3 separate regions of the Mus musculus genome follow, and regions 2 and 3 are each linked to region 1. A link is a contact called in public promoter capture Hi-C data. All regions are on one chromosome and are shown on one strand. Each heading gives the region's core, a stretch centred on a gene start, on an enhancer-like site or on the middle of the called end of the contact. The rest is flanking DNA. Distances are from core to core; before and after follow the strand shown. Region 1 holds the start of Eva1b (eva-1 homolog B (C. elegans)). Region 2 holds the start of Dnali1 (dynein, axonemal, light intermediate polypeptide 1). Region 3 holds the start of Zc3h12a (zinc finger CCCH type containing 12A).

Region 1 (3,569 bases), core at 742-3,241:
CCAGAGGGGGTGCAACCCGCAAAAGGAATAAGTTACTCCCACAGCTCTGGAACTCCCCTGCAGCAGGGCTGGAGCCTGGAGGCCTGCTGAAAGCAGTAGTAACCAGTGAGAGACTGAGTCGCCAAGACTACCTTTCATTGGTCATTATTATCGGGAGAAGGTGGGAGCTGGCATTCTTTTCCCACCCACACCTGCCCTATGAAGAGTGCTTAGCAGGCGGCGATGTGACGCCCAATAGCACCAAAGAGATTTGGGGGCAGAGGCAGTTTTTTGAAGGCCCTGAGGCAGTCCCATATCCAGTACTCTGGCCCCACGCTGAGGGGCCGGGTGTCAGTAATAGTGCATTCGTCCCAGCGTGGCCGTGGCTCCGGGCCCGAGCGTGCCACTGCCCAGCAGGTCTGGCTGCCCAGTGCGCCAGATCTCCCGCAGGATTCGTTCACGCTCCTCCAGCCGCTGTGCCCGCTCTAGCTCCTCTGCTGACGTGAAGACATTGACACTAAGGGGCCCGTCGGGCTCTGTGGACAGCTCCTGGCCCTGCAGCGTGTCATCGGGACCCAGCCTCGTCATGGTGTCCTCATCTTCCTCATCGTCCTCGTCTTCCGGCTCTAGGGTGCTGCTCCGGGGGTCCCGGCGCGGAGCAGGGGTCCGGGGTCGCGAGCGAGGCGCGCAGGAGATGCTGATGACCAGCAGGCATAGGGTCAGCAGCAGGCCGAAGCAGACGCCAAGCACGAAGTAGAGGCCGAAGCTCTCGGGGTTAGCTAGGGAGCAGGGAGCGGAGGTCACAGGGGGCCCTGACAGGCTGGAGTCGTCCCATCTGGGAGAGATCCAGGGTCTAGCTAGGCTTGGGGCAAGGAACGGAAGGGCTGCAAGGACAGGGTGAGCAGCTAGGAGTGGAGGGCTGCCTGGGTTATGATGGACGGGCTCCGTGCCCCCAGGCCTGGCCCTCACCTCTGATGTGCGCATAGGCTGCCAGGCTGTTGCTGAGTAGCTCCATGTCCCTTCTTGGGGCATCCATGCTGCTGGGATGCAGCTCGCCTGTCAGCCTGCGAGGTCACCCAGGTCAGGTCTTCCAGAGCCCAAGGCGCTCGCTCCTCGCGTAGCTCCTCCACCCTGGGGTGGTGGTGGGGCGAGGGAGCGGTTCGCCTCACTGGATCGCAGATCTGGACTCTGCTAGTCCTTGTTCCCCCGCAGACGCCTCTCCATCCCCGGGAGCGGCGGAGAGGGCGCACACGCTCCGCCCCCTCGTGGGGTCCCCAGGCGAGGCCCAGCGCACGGAAGGGCGAGGCGGTGCCTCGGGCTCCCCTTCCACCTCCCTCCTGCACCCCTCCACCCGCGGGGCCTCGGCCGGCCCGGCTCGCTCACCCGTCAGCGTCCCGCAGCCTCGCCCCGGCAGTGGCGTCTCCCCGGTGGCCGCATACACCCAGGCCGGGCCGCCCCGTCCGCCTTACCAGGTTCGCACGGCGGTGCGGCCGGACACCGCGACGGACCAGCCGGCGGAAAGTTTCCTCCGAGGAAAGAGGAGGGACGGGGCGGGGCGGGGAGGAGAGGCGGGGAGGAAGAGCGCCTGGAGGAAGGGGAGAGGGGGCGGCCCCTGCTCCCCTACAGGAAGCCGCTGGGGAGGGCGCTCACAGGGTCCGCCCCCGCCAGTACTAACAACAACATTAGTTACTAAACATCCCTAAGGCCTGGAGCCCCTGGCGGCAGGTTACCTCCCCTCCCGCTTCCCGTAGACATCCCTTCATTTAAGCCAGCCAACCCTGGAATGTGGCTACCATTAAATCTCCAATTTGCAAATGAAGTAAACTGAGTCAAAGATCTTGAAGACCTTTGCCACACGGTCAGGATTTGAACCCACAACGCTCTTACTCTAGCGCGCAGGCTCCAAACTACTTTCCTGTGCCTGGCTCCTCCTGGGATGAGGCGGGTCCAAACCCCTTCATCCTTCCAGACCTTCCTAGACCTAGTAGAGGCAGCCGGCACCCCCGCGTCCTTATTGGTTTTCCTCGGAGAAGGGATCTCTCAGCCCCTCCTCCCAGTGCCCTGGCTGAGTGTGTCCAGCTGCTGTGGTCACCCAAGGTTAATGATTGTCGGACTCGGCGGTGAGCCAGGTCCCAGCATATTGCAGACCCCAGCGGGGGCCTCGGCGCTAGGGAACAGCCTCGCTTGCTTTGCTAGCCGGACCTGCCCAGAGTCACACGTGTGCTTCCACCTGGGCTCAAGGCTGGGACCGAAGTGCGCTGGGGGGGATCTGCAGCTGGCCTCTTCTTTCTGCTTACTCTCCTGGCCAACCCCCTTCCCCTCCCTACGCTGGAGCTGGGGTGAGGGGGAGGCCTTCTTGGCGGGAATCTTGGGAAGGAGGAGGGAAAGAATGGCCAGAGGAAATTGCAGGCATAGCTGTAGGCGCTGCCTGAAGCCTGGAGGCCATTAACCCCTTCCCTGTTCAAGCTGCAGACCCCGACTCCTCCAAGCCCGCCTGGGTTCAAGTAGGGGTCAAGAGGAGATGGAGAAAGGACCAAGCTGGCTCAGACCTGGGTATTTTTGTGTTTAGTCTGCTTTGTAAGCATGCGTTGGCCCATGCGTACTTACCTATTTGCATATAATGCTGCCTCAGCATTTTAGTGTGGCATAAGTTCCAGGACAGCCAGGGCTATACAGAGAAACCCTGTCTCGAAAACCCAAAAAAAAAAAAAAAAAAAAAAAAAAAGGAATTGCAGAGGTCAGAGGTTACAAGCCCTCAGGAGGCAGGCATCTTCAAAGGGGCTGTGAGGTGTCATGAAGGTAGTGGAATGCATTAATGTGATGGAGAACATCTTGAGTAACTCTCACAGAGACGCCCCAGGTAAGAGCTCAGTCCTGAGGAGAGGGCAGCCATGCCAGGATCTCGGGGAGCCTGTCTAAGGCAGGATCAAAGGGTAGGATGGGAGCATGAGTGGAGTTTCTGGCATGCAGAGACGGAGCTAGCATGAGAGGTTCGAGGGGAAAGTAACTGATCGGAGACCACACAGGATTTGCAGATCACTCAGGAGCTTGGATTTCATTGGAAGTGAAGTGATAACCCCTGGAGGCTTAAGTTAGAGAGTGTCAGTCCCCACGCCACACATTGGAAAGACTCCTGAAGCTGCTCAAGATAGGCTTGGCCACAGCAGGGCAAGAGTGGAAGCAGAGGGCAGGGCGTGGTGGCGCACGCCTTTGAATCCCAGAACTTGGGAGGCAGAGGCAGGCGGATTTCTGAGTTGGAGGCCAGCCTGGTCTACAAAAAAATCTCAGAAAATTCACCATGTACCATGTAGACCCAAATCCCTTCCTGTCTCCAAAAAACAAAACAAAAAAACAAAACGAACAAACAGTAGAAGCAGAGAGAACAGTGTTGCAAATATTCAGGAAAGGAGTGGTCTGGGTGGTGGTGATGGTGGTGAAGAAGGAGGAGGAGGAGTTGGTAGTCTGAAGGGAGTTGCTGTGTGGACATAGTTTTGAGTGAAGATAGTTTTCGAGGCAGGCAAGACAAGATGAGATTAGCATCCTGGAAATAGGTGGGTCACCCAGTTCCAGAGAACAGGGAGAAGGGAGTC
Region 2 (3,569 bases), core at 640-3,139, 1.1 Mb after region 1:
GTGTATACACTCAGAAACCTCCTGTCTCAGCATCCCCTCTGCTGGGTTACAAGCATGCCCGACCACAGTGGGTTGGTCCTTCCTGGAGTCTTTGCTAAAAGACTCTTGACTCAAGAGAATGGATCAATCCTACCAGCCAGGTCTCCGTTAAGGAGCACCTCTGTACAAGCCCTCTCTTTTTTCTACCCAGCCTCTCGCTACCACACTGCCGTTTTGATCTGTCTTTAATACTGACTGAAATTATCTATTTGTTGTTTTCCTTCTTCGAGTTAGAGCCTGCCCAACTTCGCCAAGGAAAAAGCATCTCTCTTCTTTGCCTTGTGACCCAGTACCTCCAATTGATCTTTAACCCACACTACGCACTCAATAAATCGATGCCACATGGAGGCATTGGCGAATGAGTGCTGCGAAGAAGTCGCCAAGACCCAACGTGTCTTTGTAGGCAGACGAGGGGAGAAGCCACTCGCACCATCCACTCGCGGGCAGGCGGGGGAAATCTCATTTCAACTCAACAGGTGCTCTGCACTCCAGAGCCGCTCGCACCACCGGCCCCCGCGCCATCCCGTCCTCCGCCCAATCACCGGCTCGCTTACCGGGCTCGGCTCCCGCGGTGACCCGAGTGGCCAGGCTCGGCGGCGGGCGGGGACAGGCTAGCGGCTGGAGCGTCGGGCCGGCGGTGCGCGACGGGTTCGGGGCTCAGACGCTCCTGTTTCACCACCACGGTCGTCAGAGCGTCGCCTGACCGGTGTCGCCGCCGGCCGCTCCGCTCCCGCTCGCTTTTCCCCGCCTTCATCCTGCGGCCCGACCGAGAGTCACTTGCACGGTCCGTTGAGCCACTTGAGCCGTAGGAAGTGACGGACAGCTTTGCACTTCCGCTTCCGGGCAGCGCGCTATCCCAGAAGCCTTCACGGTGTCGGCCCCCCTGATGGGCGGGGCCCCAGGTGTTTGAGTCTCAGACGCTGGGGACGCCGGCGCGAGTGGCCACGGGGTCCCCGCTGCTGGGAGGTGTGGCTGGAGTACTGAAAAGGCAGGGCCAACCCCCCGGGAGGCTGAAGCAGGAGGATCGCAGTAATTTCGAGGCCAACCTGGGCAATTTAGTGAAACTGTCTCAAAATCTGAAAAAGTTGTAGCTCGGATAGATCGCAAAGCTCTGAATTCATCCTCAGCACCGCCAAATAGAAATCAAGAGTTAAAAGGGGAGGGAAGGCTGAGATTGTAGCTTAGTTACCGAGCGAGCGTTTGCCTCGCGAGTACGAAGCCCTGGATTAGTCCCCAGAACCTCAAAAAAATATATATGACAATCTCCCCCCCCCCCCGTCATAGTCAGGTTTTCAGTGTACCCTGGCTGTTCTAGAAGTCACTCTATAACCAGGCTGACCTTGAACTCTGCCTCCCTCTGACTCCCAAATGCTGTCATTAAGGTGTGTGGTACCATCGCCCAGCTTTTTTTTTTTTTTTTTTTTTTTTTTTTTGAAAAAAGAAAAAAACCTGTGGGAAAGCTAACCCAGCTCTGTTCCTTGCGCGTTATTAGTAGTTACGAAACACAGACACTCAACAATGTGAAACTCTTTTTTGTTTCTTGAAATAGTGTCTCTATATAGCCTTGGCTGTCCTGGAATCCACAAAGATCTGCCAGCCTCTGGCTTCCAAATGCCAATCGTCGCCAAATACTCTATAGAGTCACTAGATGACTTCCGTTTTAATCAAAGGTGGTCTGTCCATTTCATCATAAACCGAAACAGACCTAACGCTAGGGGTCCAGTCTTCTTTACTAAGAAACTTAGTGCTTGCGGAGAAAGCACAGTAGAACAAAACTTGCACGCGGCCGGCACCGCCTTCCTCAGAGGCCCCGCCCCATCCATGGGGCAAGGAGAGGAGGGGTTTCCATGGTGATCGCAAACAAGACTCCACAGGGGCCGCTACGGAGTTGTTACCCCTACTGCCACCATGATACCCCCAGCAGACTCTCTGCTCAAATATGACACCCCGGTGTTGGTGAGCCGGAATACAGAGAAACGGAGCCCCACGGTATGAACAGGCGTCTCAGGGGACGCGAGATCCTACAAACTCCCATGGGGAAAAGACATCCCAGCTTTGAGGATCTCTGGAATTTCAGGGGACAGATTGCTGGGGCTGACAGCCAAGGGAATTGGGACAGGGATGGAGGTTGGGAGAAGAGAACAAGAAGCCTAGCTATGACCTTAGAGGACAAATTTAAGATGAGAAAAGTCACATGGAAAAGATGGGGTTTGTGGTAGTCAAGTCCAAGAAGAGGTCTGGTAGTGACTTACCTTCGTCTAGAGAGTCAGAACAGAGGCCTGACCACTCATTCTAGAAACACCAGTTCAAACACAGGGTCAGAGCCAGATATCCCTCGTGGGATATCTCCAGCTCATATTTCCTTTAAGATCACAGATGAGGGAAATAGGCTGGAAATGGGGACGGCTGTACAAGAGACCTAGGAAAATCTGGAGGTACTAGACTGATCAACCTGTCTCTTCTTAGGCTCGGCCACTGAAAGTCACCATCCAGCAGCCTGGACCCTCTAGTACAAGCCCACAGCCACCCAAGGCCAAGCTGCCCTCAACTTCCTGTGTCCCAGATCCTACCAAACAGGCAGAAGAAATCTTAAATGCCATCCTGCCTCCAAGGTAGAGAGAGAGATGGTGGTGGGGAGCCCACAGTGACTAGGGGAAGGTCTAAGCTCTTGGTCCAGAACATAGGTGTCTTCCTGTGCCCTACCTTGGGTTTCCTCTCAGCTTTCTGGAGTTCATGGGGTCTCAGTATGGTTGTATGTTTGCAGCCAAGCAGGTACCCTCTAAATCCATGCCCTCCACGTTCTGAGCACTCTTCTGACTTTAGATGTCTGCTTTAACATATAGGTCTTCTAGACCAGTCCTCTTCCTTCTAAACTCCATTCTTTGGTCCCTCCATCAAGAGTCCTCATAGAGAGCCTGGTGTGCCGGCATGTGCTTAATCCCAGCACTCTGCAGGACATAGGAGAATTGCCTCAAAGTCAAGACCAGCCTGGACTACAAAGGGAGTACTAGGCCGGCTAGCGCCACATGCAAAGTTGTGTCGCAAAAGCCCATAAATGTCTAACAAGGCAAGGCCCAGTGAGCTCAGGAGGCAGAGGCAGGAGGATCAGAGTTTGAAGCTAGCCTGGGCTACACAGCCTAGCTAGAACTCTCAAAAACCCTCCACCTAATAGTCTTATGCATGCCCACACCAATGAGAACCACTGAGAACCTGTGAACTTCTCCAGAGATGGAGGCCAAGAGAGAGAGGTGTCATTTACTAGTGGATCCTCTCCCACCAACTTAGAAGTTTCTCCCTCTCTTGCCGTTCTGCCCACAAGTCTGTCACTGCAGAATTCGGGTATTCCTCCAGCACAGAATTCACTATGGGCAGCCATTGCAAACACAGCACTTTCAGAACCTCCACACTCCCAACACACACAAATGCTTCCTCGTGGCTTGCATGAGGTTTATGGTGTTCTGTGTCGCCACCATAAGCCAGTGTGGGGAATTCCCATTGCATCTTCTATTCGAATCAAGCAACATGACCAC
Region 3 (3,569 bases), core at 340-2,839, 1.0 Mb after region 1:
TGATTTCCGACACCCATGTTGAAGCTCACAACCATCTGTAACTCCAGTTCCAGGGGTCCTAAGCCCCTTGTGGCCTCCTGGGGCACCAGGCATGCATACAAAATTCCCATGCACATCAATACGGTAATTAAAAACTAAATAAAGTCAATAAAAATTATTGTTATCTCTTTTTAGACTGAATGTATGTAGCTATGTTGGTGGTATCTTTTACTATAAAACCATTTTATTAAAACAGCCAATGTCCTTAGAAGACAACTGCATTTGCTTAGACAGGTGAGATATGACTGAAGTATTGACACACAGTAATTAATTCTTACTTTTGAGTGTTTTGGCTTCCTGAGCCTCAGTTTCCCTATATGCAAGCATGCTGGTGACATAATAGACTTTGTCTTCCTGTGTGCAGGTCCTGGGTTCCCTTTCTCCCTCTCCTGGGCACCTCTCTCTTCTCTAGCACACACACATGCATTCGTGCATGCATGCAGGCACACTGACAGCCAGGCTCCCTTCCCTCTGCCCTGAGTCACTAGTGTCCCCCAGAATGCTCATAGTGGTCCCTGGTGCTACAGAGTGGGAGCTCCTATTTTTTTTTTCCAAGACAGGGTTTCTCTGTGTAGCCCTGGCTGTCCTGGAACTCACTCTGTAGACCAGACTGGCCTTGAACTCAGAAATCCTCCTGCCTCTGCCTCCCAAGTGCTGGGATTAAAGGTGTGCGCCACCACACCCAGCTGGGACCTCCTATCTTGATCTACATGGCTGAGGCCCTTCAGCTTTTTCCTGCATTTCTCAGAGGTAAATGGAGCAAGCATGATAACTCACACCTATAACCTCAGCACACAGGATCCTGATGGATGGGGCCACTGGGCTGTTTGAGGCCGGCATGGGTTACATAGCTTGACCTTGTGTCAGAAAGAACAACAAAAGCCAAAGAAAACAGAAGGTCCCTGAGCACAAGGATCTGTCCAATATCTAAGCCCCAGGATGATAATGTACAGGGCTGTGCTCGACTGAGGGATCTTGACCTCTTGAGGATAAGGGACAAGATGAGTTTTTGCAGTCTGCTTGATAGCATTCTTCACGGACTCTCCCATGGCGATTGGTGTCAATGTCCCTCCTTTTCCTGGCATTTCCTCCACCACTATGCAACTTGTGGTGGTGGAGCCCTCCTGTCTTGGGAAGGTATTTACTTCAAGAAAAGTGTCCCTGGTCCTGAGTGTGACTCTATCGCTGAACAGGCTTCAGTTCACAACCTATGTGACTGAACTGGAGTGGCCGGATCTCTGCCGGCTGTGGCCTCAACTTGTGCAACTAGAAACCTGGACCAAGCCGGTGGACGTGTCAAGTTGTTGAAGTGAACCTGCGAGGCCGTTCTATTCCGGTTTTGCATGGTGCACGGAACCTGCTTCTGCAGAGCCGGCGTTAAGCAGTCGGGTGGTACAAGCCTGGAGCCGCCCAGACTTCGTGTGGCCAGGGGCGTGGCTAGAGATGCTGGGGCGGGACTTGTTCAGAAACGGGGCGGAGCCGGCTCCGACCTACCGTGGGGCGGGGCAGGAGGGAGGCGGAGCAGGAAGGGGCGGCGGCCCTGCCCGGCTTCCGCGTCATTGCCCTTAAAGCACCTGCCCGCCTGTCGCGGCTACGAAGGTGCCGTCAGAGCCCGAGACTCGGCTCCATGGACACCTTACAGACGACGTCCGGCGCTCAGCGGGGTGAGTGCTACCGGGTGGAACGGGTGCTGCGCTGCGTTGGGTCTGACTCCGGGAGGGTCGCGCGCGGGCAGTGTCTCCATCGCTGGGACCCCGCTGAGTTCACCCTGGTGCGTGGAACGGGGTGTCTTGGGGCACCCGGCGTTCTCCGGGCTCTAGCCAGGACCTCCTCGCGTCACCGGGCCCGGTAGCCAACCAGAGTCGCCCAGCAACTTTTCTCTCCGTGGGTCACCCCGGAAACTTGTCCTTCCCAGAATAGAACTCTGTCCCTGAGCCGAAGTATGAGACTCGGAGACGAAGGCGGTGGCCACAATGGGGAAGCCCCTGGGTCCCCTGCGCACTTCCAGCCCCAGTTTCCTTCTGAGAGCCCCGCCCCTGCCTCTTGGGTCCCTTGGGTTGGCATGGAACAGAACGGGGTTTGGGGGTGGAGTCAGACCAAGTTCAAATGTTTGTATCACAAACTTTGAGTTGATGATCTTGAGTAAACGCTTACTGCCTGTGCCTCGGTCTCCCTCTTGTAAAAATAACTAATGCTGAGAGCTCTTTGAGAGCACAGCGTGGGCTGACACGTGAGAATGGCTTTGAATAGCGTCTTCTCAGTTCGTGTTGCCCCATTCTGTGGAAGAGAGTCTGAAAGAGACCTATATTGGGCATTGCTTGCCCTTAACCCTGTGGTCTGGTCAATAGGAGCTGTGATGGACACATTCCAAGAATGTGAAATATGAGTGACCCTTGTGGAACGAAGCCTGTCCAAGAATCCAACCCCACCATGAGTCTGTGGAGTCTTGAGGACAGACACAGCAGCCAGGGTCGACCTCAGCCAGACCAGGATCCTGTGGCTAAAGAGGCCCCTACTTCCGAGCTGCAGATGAAGGTGGACTTTTTCCGTAAACTGGGGTACTCGTCCTCTGAGATCCACAGTGTCCTGCAGAAGCTGGGAGTCCAAGCAGACACCAACACGGTGCTAGGGGAATTGGTGAAGCATGGCTCAGCTACTGAACGAGAATGCCAGGCCCTGACGGCCCCCAGCCCCCAGCCCCCTCTGGTGCCCCGGGGTGGAAGCACCCCCAAGCCTTCCACTCTAGAACCCTCACTCCCAGAGGAGGACAGAGAGGGCAGCGACCTGAGACCTGTGGTCATCGACGGAAGCAATGTGGCCATGAGGTATGTGTGGAGACCTGTGGAATAGTGTCTGTAGCTCTTCCTTTGGGAAGGGGGCTTGGCTTTTCTCTTGGACTGGTGAAGGAACACAAAAGCTGTCTGTGAGATCCCACCATGTGCCAGAAGGAACCCCTTAAGCCTTAAAGACTTCCTCAGGGCTGTTTCTCCAATGCTATAAGAAGGAAAACAGCTCAAATCCTTGCCAAGAGTCACACTTCTTGATAAATGAGAAGCAAAGATTCAAACCCAGCCTTCTTTGCCTGGAGTGTACCTTGTGCCATGGTCTATCCTTGCCTACGGCATGAGGCAGGACAGTATAAGGGATTAACCCGTGGGCCAGTCACTTAGCCAGTTGGGCTTTTTCTTCTCCTGTCAAACTTTCCACTCAGGTGGCCCCTGTGGGGAGAAAATTCATAGAACGTGGAGAGTTACAAGTACTCAGTGGAGCCGGGCGTGGTGGCACACACCTTTAATCCCAGCACTTGGGAGGCAGAACAGGCAGATTTCTGAGTTCAAGGCCAGCCTGGTCTACAGAGTGAGTTCCAGGATAGCCAGGTTCTATACAGAGAAACCCTGTCTCAAAAAAGAAGAAGTACTCAGTGGACAGATGTTATTCCATGACTTGAGTCTTCTGGGATCTCCTTGTCCCCGACTCGAGCTCCCACTGAAGCAAGGCTCATTAGTTATTCAGAGCTTCCTAGCCCTAAC

The links. Promoter capture Hi-C pulls out the DNA fragments that hold promoters and counts their contacts. Capture Hi-C pulls out chosen DNA fragments and counts their contacts.
Region 2: a promoter capture Hi-C map of embryonic stem cells shows a contact between it and region 1, with 2.4 times the contacts expected there. The contact joins the promoter of Dnali1 here to the promoter of Eva1b in region 1. A contact is called at or near these places in 3 of 39 promoter capture datasets (embryonic stem cells, hippocampal neurons and liver), 1 of 484 Hi-C or Micro-C datasets (pro-B cells), 3 of 115 datasets of contacts at active chromatin or transcription factors (embryonic forebrain, embryonic stem cells and pancreatic cancer cells) and 3 of 9 other capture datasets (adipose tissue, embryonic stem cells and liver).
Region 3: a contact with region 1 is called in a promoter capture Hi-C map of liver, with 2.3 times the contacts expected there. The contact joins the promoter of Zc3h12a here to the promoter of Eva1b in region 1. A contact is called at or near these places in 3 of 39 promoter capture datasets (the 3T3-L1 cell line, hippocampal neurons and liver), 5 of 115 datasets of contacts at active chromatin or transcription factors (the NIH/3T3 cell line, bone marrow-derived dendritic cells, large pre-B cells and 2 more) and 2 of 9 other capture datasets (embryonic stem cells and liver).

The regions. Positions count from the first base shown.
Region 1 is chr4:126,146,425-126,149,993 of GRCm38.p6, reverse strand. It overlaps Eva1b (eva-1 homolog B (C. elegans)), which reads right to left and starts at 1,991. Exons shown (of 3, transcript NM_172145.3): 1 at 1,363-1,991; 2 at 949-1,043; 3 at 120-758. The coding sequence starts at 1,015. The coding sequence ends at 331.
Region 2 is chr4:125,063,977-125,067,545 of GRCm38.p6, reverse strand. Dnali1 (dynein, axonemal, light intermediate polypeptide 1) reads left to right here and starts at 1,889. Exons shown (of 6, transcript NM_175223.4): 1 at 1,889-2,028; 2 at 2,506-2,651. The coding sequence starts at 1,948. It overlaps Snip1 (Smad nuclear interacting protein 1), which reads right to left and starts at 874. Exons shown (of 4, transcript NM_175246.5): 1 at 594-874. The coding sequence starts at 793.
Region 3 is chr4:125,125,901-125,129,469 of GRCm38.p6, reverse strand. It overlaps Zc3h12a (zinc finger CCCH type containing 12A), which reads left to right and starts at 1,589. Exons shown (of 6, transcript NM_153159.2): 1 at 1,589-1,703; 2 at 2,388-2,864. The coding sequence starts at 2,422.